2 separate regions of the Sus scrofa genome follow, and region 1 is linked to region 2. A link is a contact called in public HiChIP or PLAC-seq data. All regions are on one chromosome and are shown on one strand. The core of a region is the stretch at or near the end of the contact, and the rest is flanking DNA. Distances in the headings are between cores, read along the strand shown. Region 1 overlaps LOC110256390 (a long non-coding RNA gene). Region 2 has its middle 22 kb from the start of HES1.

Region 1 (5,181 bases), core at 597-3,096, 100 kb after region 2:
GTAACACTATTTTCTTCCAAGAGCAACTGCCACCATTTCTTCAGCACTTACTGTGTGTCCAGCACTGGGCCCCCAGCTTTTCATGCGTAGTCTATTTATCTCACAGAACGATGTGAGGTAGTCTGCACCCTATCTCTCATACAGGCAAGCTGAGAATTAAGACTGAGAAAAAAAGTAAGGGACATGCCCAAGTTTTCACAGCTAGAAAATAGCAGAACTGGTGTTTAAATCAGGCCTGCAAATTAGCTCCCAATGAGCTTATACGCAGCTATATGATACTGCTTCCAGATGAGAACCTGAATTTAAATCTAACTAGTTCTATAATGGTTTCATTTGCAAATTCACTCATTCATGTATTCACTTGTGGAATTAACACTGGACTCCTATTAAGCACAAAGTATGAACAACATCAAGGCAGAGTCCCCATCGTGGTGCAGAGGAAAAGAATCCGACTAGGAACCATGAGGTTGCAGGTTCGATCCCTGGCCTTGCTCAGTGGGTTAAGGATCTGGCATTGCTCTGAGCTGTGGTGTAGGTGGCAGACTCAGCTCAGATCCTGCATTGCTGTGGCTGTGGCGTAGGGCGGCAGCTGATGCCAAGGAGAGTGACTAAAGCAACGGGCAGGCTTTACCCAGGAGGAGGTTTTCAAAACAGGCTTTGACAAAATGATGAGATGTTAGCAGCCCACGCCAGCCAGAGTGCTCACACACCCCTTCCCAGCCCCCTTCCCCCAACTTCCACCCTCCCTCCCACCCCCATGCGCCTGTGCTTGAATGCATACAGTCCAGAATAAGGTAGGAGACAGAGAAACAGTTGTGCACGTGGAGAGTCATCATCCAAGTTCTCTTTCTGGAGCATCACAAGTCATGGCAGTGTTTCTGGCTCTGCCGTTGCTGAGCTGCAGGACCTTGAACAAATTTACTCGCCTCCTGGTCCTCACCAGCCTATCAGCTTGTGCAAGGCAGATGTGTGTGTGTGGGGGGGTGGAAATCTCTGAGTGACTGGTCAAAAATTTAAGCACTCTGTCCTGCTGTATAGCACTGGAACTGTATCTACTCACTTATGATGGAGCATGATGGAGGATAACATAAGAAAAAGAATGTATATATGCATGTGTGACTGGATCACTTTGCCGTACAGTGGAAAATCAACAGAACACTATAAACCACTATAAACCACTATAATGGAAAAAATAAATATCATTTTAAAGAAAATTTAGGCGCTCTGCAAATCCTGGGGGTCTTTCAGATGGTTGTATGCACACAGACTGCCTTGAAGATAATCACACGTAGCGCTTGGAAACAAAACTCTTAGCCCTGAACGCAAAGTTGCCTTTGTCCCCAGCGGACCACATTCTATTTTCTATCAATTCCCTCACAATGCAGCTTGGTAGGTTATAAAAGAGCCTCTCCTTGAGAGGAGTCATTTTCATGCTGGGAACATGCAGACACCCCGCCCCGGGAGATGACAGTGTGTTTTCCCGGAGGTGGAGGCAGCCTGCAGATTGGATCTGATCTGAGTTTATGCCGGAGGTCTGAACCCAAGGGAACACATTTGTGTCTGGAAGCGGGTCTTTGCAGAGCCTCAGCCAGCTGGCTCAGCTCTGCTAGACGCTGTGTTCCCTGCTCCCTCACCCTTCCTCCAGGAAGCACCTCTTCTGGCCCAGCCTCGATGATGCTTTTCCGTTCACGCCCTTCAACCCACATCCCCGGCTGGCCGAGGGGGAGCCCGCCCGTGCTGTCAGTGCCGCCCGCGGCACCTGGCTCGCCTCCCTCCACGCTTGGCCAAAGCCTCAGACGCAGAAGAAACCAGAGCTGGCTCAGCTGGCCAGCGCCCGGGCTTCCTGTCCAAGTGTTTGCGGCCGGGCTTCCTGCTGACGGAAGGGCAGCGCTCCTCTGACATCCCAAGCGGTGGCTCCCAGGGCCCCGGCCGCCGAGCACATCCAGCTGGCACCCGGCGCAGGAGCCATGGCTGCGCTCCGTGCAGCTGTCAGATGACATTCACAGGGACGCTGGGGTCAGGCCTGGAGAGCTATAAAGGGGATTCCTTTGGGGAGGGAGGAAGCTGTGAATCAGACCAGAAACCCGGGAGCTCAGGCTTGTCCTGGGCAGGCGGCCAGACCACGCCTCGCAGGCCCCCCCCTCTGACAGACCCCCTTGCTTCATGTGGGCCCACCTCCCTGCCACCTGCGCTCTTTCCCAGTGAGAGCCTCCAGCACATGGCTTCCCTCCGCCCCAGGTGGACTGGGAACGGGGCCACGCACCCAGATGATAGCCCACCCGGGCTCTGACCCCATGCCCTTGAGGAATTTAGCTTCACGGAGAATCAGCTTCCCCTTCACAAGTGGAAACTGGAGAGTGAGAATATTTTCAGAGTGTTCCATGTTTATTTTCCCACGTTTCAAGGGCGGCGACATAGGAAACGGGGTCAGACTTGTTCTCTCTAGCTCCAGAGGTCAGGACAAGCATTCTACGGAGGCAGAATTCAGTTTAAATAGGGGAAAATGAAACCCCCGAACAGGCCATCCCCTAAGTAGTGAGCACCCTGTTGCTAGACTTTAAGCTCTGCGAGGGTCGCTGTCTGTCTTCATTCCTGCCAGAGGACCAAACCAGCACGGTGCCTGCCTAAGAGTAAAGGCTCCAAATCTTTGTGGAAGAGAGGAGTGAAGGCGGATAGAAAAAACAGGGAGGGGTCTTCCCACTGCCTCTCAATAGTAACGAACCTGACTAGGAACCATGAGGCTGCGGGTTCGATCCCTAGCCTTGCTCAGCGGGTTAAGGATCCGGCATTGCCGTGAGCTGTGGTATAGGTCACAGATGCAGCTTGGATCCCACGTTGCTATGGCTCTGGTGTAGGCCGGCAGCTGCAGCTTCGATTTGACCCTTAACCTGGGAACGTCCCTGTGCCATGGTGCAGCCCTAAAAAGAAAAAAAAAAAAAAAAAAAAAAAAACCCAGGAGGGAAAGAGAGGTGGAAAGAAGGAAGAAGAGAGAAAAAGACGAAAGGAGAAAAAGGGGAAAGGATCATCTTCGAGAAGATTCCTCCTTTAGGAGAGAGTTTGGACAAGCTGACTGCAATTGTCTTTTGGACTCAATGATTACAAGACAAGGATTTTAAGCACCCACTCCAAGGGGACACATCAACTCCAAAACCAGGCCGAGCAATTCTCTTGTGACACTGTGTTCATAGGCACAGGCCTTGCCACCCGAGCACTCTGTGGTCTACAACGCCCCCAAGACAGACACAAACACACACACACACACACACACACACACACACACACACACACACACACACACAAGTTGTCCCTCACTTCTACAGAATCCTGAAAAACACAGAGTCTGCATTTGAAAGACGTAGAGCCAGAGGTTCAAAGACGGCATGTGACTTGTCTGAGCTGAGACTTAGCCTCAGGTCTCCTGACCCTGAGTCCAGTAATAAGCAGGCTAGTCTGCCTTCCTGCCTGCCAAAGAGCTGTCTGCCCCTGAAGACAGCTATCATGGTCTCACACGAAACTGAAGCACCAGAGGTTGCCCTATCCTTTGAAAAAATGTAGAGGAAACAGATCTTCCTAAAAACAACAACAACAACAAAAAAAAAAACACTTCCCTTTCCCGGCCTGGCTCCCAGCAGGATAAGGCTTGGGCACGACCACTAATTGCAGTAACCGGCAGAGGATCTGGGACTCTTTCCAGAGGCAAGTTTACTTTCTAGGGCCAGCTCTCCAGAGCACTGGTTGGAAAGATGTGTTCTTTTCCAAAGGTCTGACTAGCTGGAGATTAGGCGGGTCATTTGCCTGTCTTCTGTCCCTCTGTGTTCCTCTCTCACAGGGGGCTGACCCCTGTCGGCCACATTCCCCACCAAGACTGGTTTCTACCCTCGGCTCCCCACCGCCCCCGCCCCCGGGGGGAAGGACAGAGGGTAGAAACCAGCCTTTCTCTCTGTCTCTCCCTTTATCTGGAGCATCACCTCTGGGGTCCCAATTCCTGCCAGGGGACTTCTGCCAGGGTTCCAGCTCTCTCTGAGTTCTGGAAACACAACCTCTTCTCTGCCCTTCCAGCAGGAATGGGGCCATTTTCTTGTGGCTGCTACTCTCAAGGCTGCCTTTCACCCAAGTCTGCCCTTTCCTCTCTTCCAAGGTCTTCACAGCTAGCTTCCCTCTGCTGAGGTTTCCGGAATGGGCTATGTCTCCCCCCTGGACTCTGACTGACTCCATGTCAGTGTGGGTGGGTTGAGACCCAGCGCAGAGAGGGTTAAATGGATGGCAATATGGGACTCTCTCTAAGGACCACCTTAAAGAGAGTCAGGTAGTACCTGAGGAAGTACCAAGAGAGTCAGGTAGGCAGGCCAGGAGGCTCCTGAGGAAGCTACCTGTGTATGAGGAGGCAGGCCAGGGCCACCCTGGCTCTGCATGGGAACCAGAGGACCTGGAGTCAGCCCACTGTCCCATCGCAGGCCCCTTCCCCTCTCACAAGGCCCCACCTGCCCAGCATCCCTCAGTGCTAGGACACAATCAGTGCTTCTCACACATGTGGGCCAGACGGCAGGACTCAGCCTCTCAGAGCTCTGAGCAAGCCAAGATTCTAGGTCCAGAAGCTTCTAGGTCACCTCCATCGAAGCGGAAAGAAGGGCTCCCTCAGCACCATCAGCAAAGAAAGCAGGTGTCTTTCCTCCCCACTCCCAAACTCATGGCATCTGGGACTCAAAAAGAAGAGTCACAGTCTCTTCCTGCCCCCACCTCACCCCCAAGGCCCCTCACTCTCCTAGGCTGAGGTCTAATCGGGACTTTTAAGAGTCCCGCCTAGGCAGAGACCCAAGGGGAGGCTGTGTTCTCTGAAACTATTATTCATGAGCACAGATATATCATGTAGAAAGGGAGAAAGCTGAGACTCACCTTTAGATTTAGGTGGACCTACTACATGCTTGCCACGGAGATAAGTACTTACACGTAGTCTGTGTCATTTCATCAATCGATAAAAGGGGAGAATAAGACCCCCCCCCAAAATGCATCAGCCTCTGTTCAATGTATCTTTACTGGGTACCTGCCAGGTACTAGGCATTCTGCAAGGATGATTTGACTACAGTTCCTTCCTTCTAGTCAAGAACCTGAGGTCTGGAATCAGCTAGACCCACCTGGGTTTGAATCCAGACTCCAGCAGTTAGTATTTATGTGACCTTGAGC
Region 2 (4,848 bases), core at 2,299-4,798:
CCTTTCTCCATTCCCCCCGCATCGACCTGCCATCATCTTTCATCCAGAGCTTAGAAAATTCCTTCCCGATACCACCACATCTATCCCATCATCTTCACCCCAGCTCAAGTGTCTCAATATTTTGCACATCAGTTATTGCTATGTCCTCAGAGTTAGGCTCTTTGCCTTTGCTCTCCCTCCACCATCTCTCACTACTAGACTACTGATGTCTGTGCTAAAACACAGCTCCCACTTCCCCCTTCTCCCCTTCCAATCTTTCGTGGCTCCCACTGGCCCCATACAACACAGCTATGACCCAGGCCCCAGCCTGGTCCACTTCATCTCACCTGCACCAATGACTTGTGCCAGGAATGAAAGTCATGTTGTTTCGTGTCCCCAAATATCCATAAACACTATGGAACGATTGTAACCGAACACAGAACGTTTTCAAGATTTGGTTTCCATTTATTATTTTCCTTTAATAGTCATTTTCCTCTCTGTACAAAAGTGTTTTCTTATTTGATAGTTTTTCTTTTGCAACATTTTTTCTTTTTCTTTTAAAGACAATTCCAGGAGTTCCCGTGGTGGCACAGCAGAAACGAATCTGACGAGGAACCATGATGTTGTGGGTTCGATCCCTGGCCTCGCCCAGGGGGTTAAGGATCTGGCGTTGCCCTGAGCTGTGGTGTAGGTCGCAGACGTGGCTCGGATCCTGCGTTGCTGTGGCTGTGGTGTAGGCTGGCAGCTACAGCTCCGATAAGACCCCTAGCCTGGGAACCTCCATGTGTTGCAGGTGGGGCCCTAAAAAGCAAAAAAAAAAAAGGTCAATTCCAGTGACCTGCAACATTTAGATATGAGTTGCCTACTATTGCTTGGTAGTTCTCATTCCACAAGCCAATTTGTAGCAAAACTGATACATGGCAAATGAACGTAATCACACATCATTGTGTGTGTGTGTGTGTGTGTGTGTGTGTGTTTAACATTTAAGCTAAAGTCAACTTAACTGTGTTTTAAGAAACTTATGACATCACTAGAAATTTCGAGAAACCCTATAGGCTATAACAAGCCCAGGCTGGGCTTCTGTAAAACCCTCCTTGATCCTGGTTATGATGTTATATGAGCTACTGAGCTGCCATCTTTGAAGTAGGGCTGAAGGCTGTTTCTCATGTTTTGCTTTTTCCCCTTGGTTGAAACATTTAAGTAACTGAATGCATAATTTTTTGCAGACCCCATGCTAAAAGAGCCATCAAAACCAAAATTCACATGATGTCCACAAAACTGCTCTTGACTATGAACATGAAATATTCCCTCCAGAAATAGACTGGATGTGAACGGAGTCATAAATTGCTGTTGAAGGAAGTCTGTGCTCACATCTCTGGAAATGAACATTAAAAGGCCTGGGGCCCCCAAGTCTGCTCCAGCTGGAGTCCTCATTCCCTAAGTCTTGTCTATCAACTTGATCCAGCTTGATTCTAATTTGGTTTGAGAGCCTACTTCTGCTGTTTGCATATATTTGAGTGTCTATTAAGGCCTAATAGTACTTTCTGCTCGTGTAACAGGTACATCAAGTGTCTAAAGGCACTTCTCCTTGCCAGACCCCAGGGTCTGGGGCTTTTCTGAGAAAACCCACCAATGAAGCTCGAAAGCTCATGGCTCCTGGCTGCCTAGAGTTCTGGTCTCTGGTCTCCATCTTTTCATACTTCCAACGTTAAACTTACTGAGCACCTACTATGTGCTGTACTACATCACTGTGAAGAGACAGATGAATGAGATGCTGCTCTCTCCACCGCTGGAGAATTTAGGTATAAATAAAGAATTTTCTAAAGGGGGCCCCTAAGGTGGATTCAAGCCAAAAAAAAAAAAAAAAGAGTTTTTTGTTTTTGCTTTTTTTTTTTGCTCTTTTTAGAGCCACACCCATGGCACATGGAGGTTCCCAGGCTAGGGCTCAAATCAGAGCTACAGCTGGTGCCCTACACCACAGCCACAGCAATGTGTGATCAGAGCCATGTCTACAACTTACACCACAGCTCACGGCAATGCTCAATCCTTAACCCACCGAGTGGGGCTAGGGATCGAACCCAGGTACTCATGGACCCTAGTCGGGTTTACTTCCACTGTGGACCCTAGTCAGGTTCACTTCCACTGAGCCACGACGGGAACTCTAAGAGCTTCTTTTTTGAAAGGCTGGGGATGCCAGGCAGTTTGGCAGATGAGAGCAGAGGGAGAAGAGAAGAGGTTAGAAGAGGCTCCAGGGCTGGGTGTGATTTCCAGTGGGAAGGCAGAGAAGGACCAGGTCTGACTGGTTTCATGTGCTAATGAGTCACGGCCCTGAGTCAATCCTTGTCCAGGAAAAGCTGCCTCTTTAAATTCCCTGGAGGGGGCCTGGTGGAGCCCAAAGCTGACCTGGAGATGGGCACTGCTCCAACTCCTGGTCACCTTGGCGATGTCACCTGCCCTCACTGAACTCCAGTTTCTTTATCTGTAAAATGGGAGCTTTGAATGATGTGGTCCTGGGGTTCCTCCAACTTGGAGCCCCAAATCCCCTGAATTGCCCTCCCCAGAGGCCTGCCCCCCCTTGAATGAGAGTCAATAGGTGCATACAATGTGAGTAGCTGAGTGACTGGATTTTGGGTTTCAGGTGACCTGACAGCAGCAGGCATTTCCCTGCCACCTCCGGGTCAGCTTCTCTCCTCTCCCTGTGGCTCTGTATTTCTTTGAGCTGGGGGAGGCTGTTATGGAATCCAGTGTAGGCTCAGACCTGGAGGTCACCCACCTCAAGGGAGTCAGGGAGCTCCCTCTTACCTCCCCTCCCCCCGGGCCATGGACAGAGTGGCCAGCCTGGGCCTGTGGGTCTGGACAGTGACCCTTCTGTAGGATTGGTCCCCTTTCCTTCTGTCCTGTGGGAGGCTAGTCTTCTTAGTTCTGAAGAGTGTCCCTGGGTACAGTTAAGGAGGTGGTGAAGGCGGGAAGAGGAAATCTTGAAGGGGACCCAGGGCTGCCTGGAATTGTCCCAACCTCTGAGTGAGAGAAGAAAAAAACAAAAAATCTCTGAGTTGGGGTGAGGAAGGTTGTTTAAAGGCAGCAGCGAATTGGGGTGAAAGAGCGGGGTGGTGGGTATGGAGAGAGAAAGACACAGGACATGAGACTGATATGGTATTCTGAGAGCACAAAGCTGGACGCCGGTTCCTGTCCCACAGCTGGATCTCAGGGCTCAGGCTGAGACTCTCAATATCTTGATCTCTCTTTCATCCTCCCTTCCCCTCAGCCCCCCCCCCCATCTTCTGTTGCTTCCGTGGTTTGCATTATCTTCTGCCAAGCCCCTCGGGACCTGCCATAAGTCTTACCCCCACTCCAGGAACTGTGCACAGACGCCACTGAGAACAGAGCCCTCCACGCCAGAAACAGCACACGGGCTTCTGCTCAGCCTCTGTGGCCTTGGACCAGCTCCCGGGAAGGGCCCCTGCCTGGTGACAGGCACCCACACAGCCTGCCTCACAGAGGCTGCACTGTGGGGAGCCCCTACCTCCCAGAGGAACAGGCAGGCGTGCTCACAGCCACCCCTCGGCCTAGGCTCAGCCAGGTCCAAGGCACAAGGCTTCTCTCCCAAGGGACTAAGCTCGCAACTCACTGACCTTGAGAAAGTTATTTTTGTCTCTGCAGACTTCCCTTTCCCTGTTTTTAAATAGATCGGAGATTTATGCAGCTTAATTCATAAAGAAGCTTCATGGAAAAAGCCTGACTTTTTCTGAAGTGTTTTGGTTTCCTGAGAAGAACCCAAGGTTCCAGGAAACCTCCTGGAGCTGTCACAGACGCATGTGTACACGTACACACACACACACACACACACACACACACACACACACAGTGCACAGACTGGCCCCCAAGCTCACACTACACCACACTGATTCCTAACTGGGCGGGGATGCCCCGGGACAGGGACATGGCTTTGTGCGCTACTGGGTCCCCTACAATGTAGTGGGGAATAAAGTTTTGGAATAAAGTTAATGCTCAATACATGTGTATTGAATGAATGTGCTTGACACACACTGCCCGTGTCCCCTCGGCCCCCCTCTCCCCGCCAGGTGCTGGCCACTGTGCCCTTAAGCTGCTCACGGTCCAGGAGAGAGACAAGCTCATAAACAAATACAGCCAATACAGAGTGTTAAGGGCCAGCAGGACAGAAGAGAGCGCACAAGAAGGCTCAGAGGAGGAAGAGAGGGTTCAGCTCTGCCCCGTGGGGGTGTGGGGACAGGAGGCTGAAGGCTCTGAGCATTGATGGAAGGGTGGGATTTCATTAGCCTGATAAGAGGGGTGGTGAGGGGTGGTGCTGATGGCAGAGAGCTTTCCTTCCTTAGTAGGAAAACGTGTTCAAAAGCAGAGAGCCCTGAAACAGCATGGAAATCAGGGAGGCAGGGTGCTAGGAGATGGGGGGAGGGCGGGGGACGAGGGGCTGGATGGGGAGGATTGGATCCTGTAGGTCATTATGTTGGAGTTCCCGCTGTGGTGCAACGGGATTGGCAACGTCTCTGCAGGACCAGGATGCAGGTTCGATCCCTGGCCCGGATCCAGCGTTGCAATAGCTGGGACATAGGTCACAACTGCAGCTGGGATCTAATCCCTGGCCGGGTAATTCCATATGCCACAGGGCAGCCCAATACATACATACATACATACATAAAGACATTATATCCCAGTGTTTTCTAGGGATTCCTATGCTGAACTTTGACCTTCTTGGGACCTTAAACTGTAATAGTCTTACTCTTCTCTCTGCTGACTGAGAATCTATACAAGCATGATGGGCTTACACACACCCTCCCCGTAACTCTGAGACTCCCCCCACTCCCACGTCTGTCTCTACACCAGGGCCCC

What was found. HiChIP or PLAC-seq counts read pairs in DNA pulled down with a chosen protein or histone mark.
Region 1: a contact with region 2 is called in an H3K27ac HiChIP or PLAC-seq map of skeletal muscle. The contact joins two enhancer-like sites. A contact is called at or near these places in 18 of 47 Hi-C or Micro-C datasets (adipose tissue, alveolar macrophages, embryonic fibroblasts and 11 more) and 2 of 2 datasets of contacts at active chromatin or transcription factors (alveolar macrophages and skeletal muscle).

Annotation. Positions count from the first base shown.
Region 1 is chr13:131,258,860-131,264,040 of Sscrofa11.1, forward strand. The region is part of intron 1 of LOC110256390 (a long non-coding RNA gene); the gene reads right to left. Among named protein-coding and RNA genes, the nearest start is that of CPN2, 76 kb to the right of the region's middle. Within about 2 kb of position 1,847, at least 46 of the 83 cell types and tissues checked have an H3K27ac peak or open chromatin away from gene starts, as enhancers often do. A contact at or near this core is called in adipose tissue, alveolar macrophages, fetal liver and 2 more, where this site is marked.
Region 2 is chr13:131,155,448-131,160,295 of Sscrofa11.1, forward strand. No RefSeq gene overlaps it. Among named protein-coding and RNA genes, the nearest start is that of HES1, 22 kb to the left of the region's middle. Within about 2 kb of position 3,549, at least 28 of the 83 cell types and tissues checked have an H3K27ac peak or open chromatin away from gene starts, as enhancers often do. A contact at or near this core is called in adipose tissue, alveolar macrophages, fetal liver and 2 more, where this site is marked.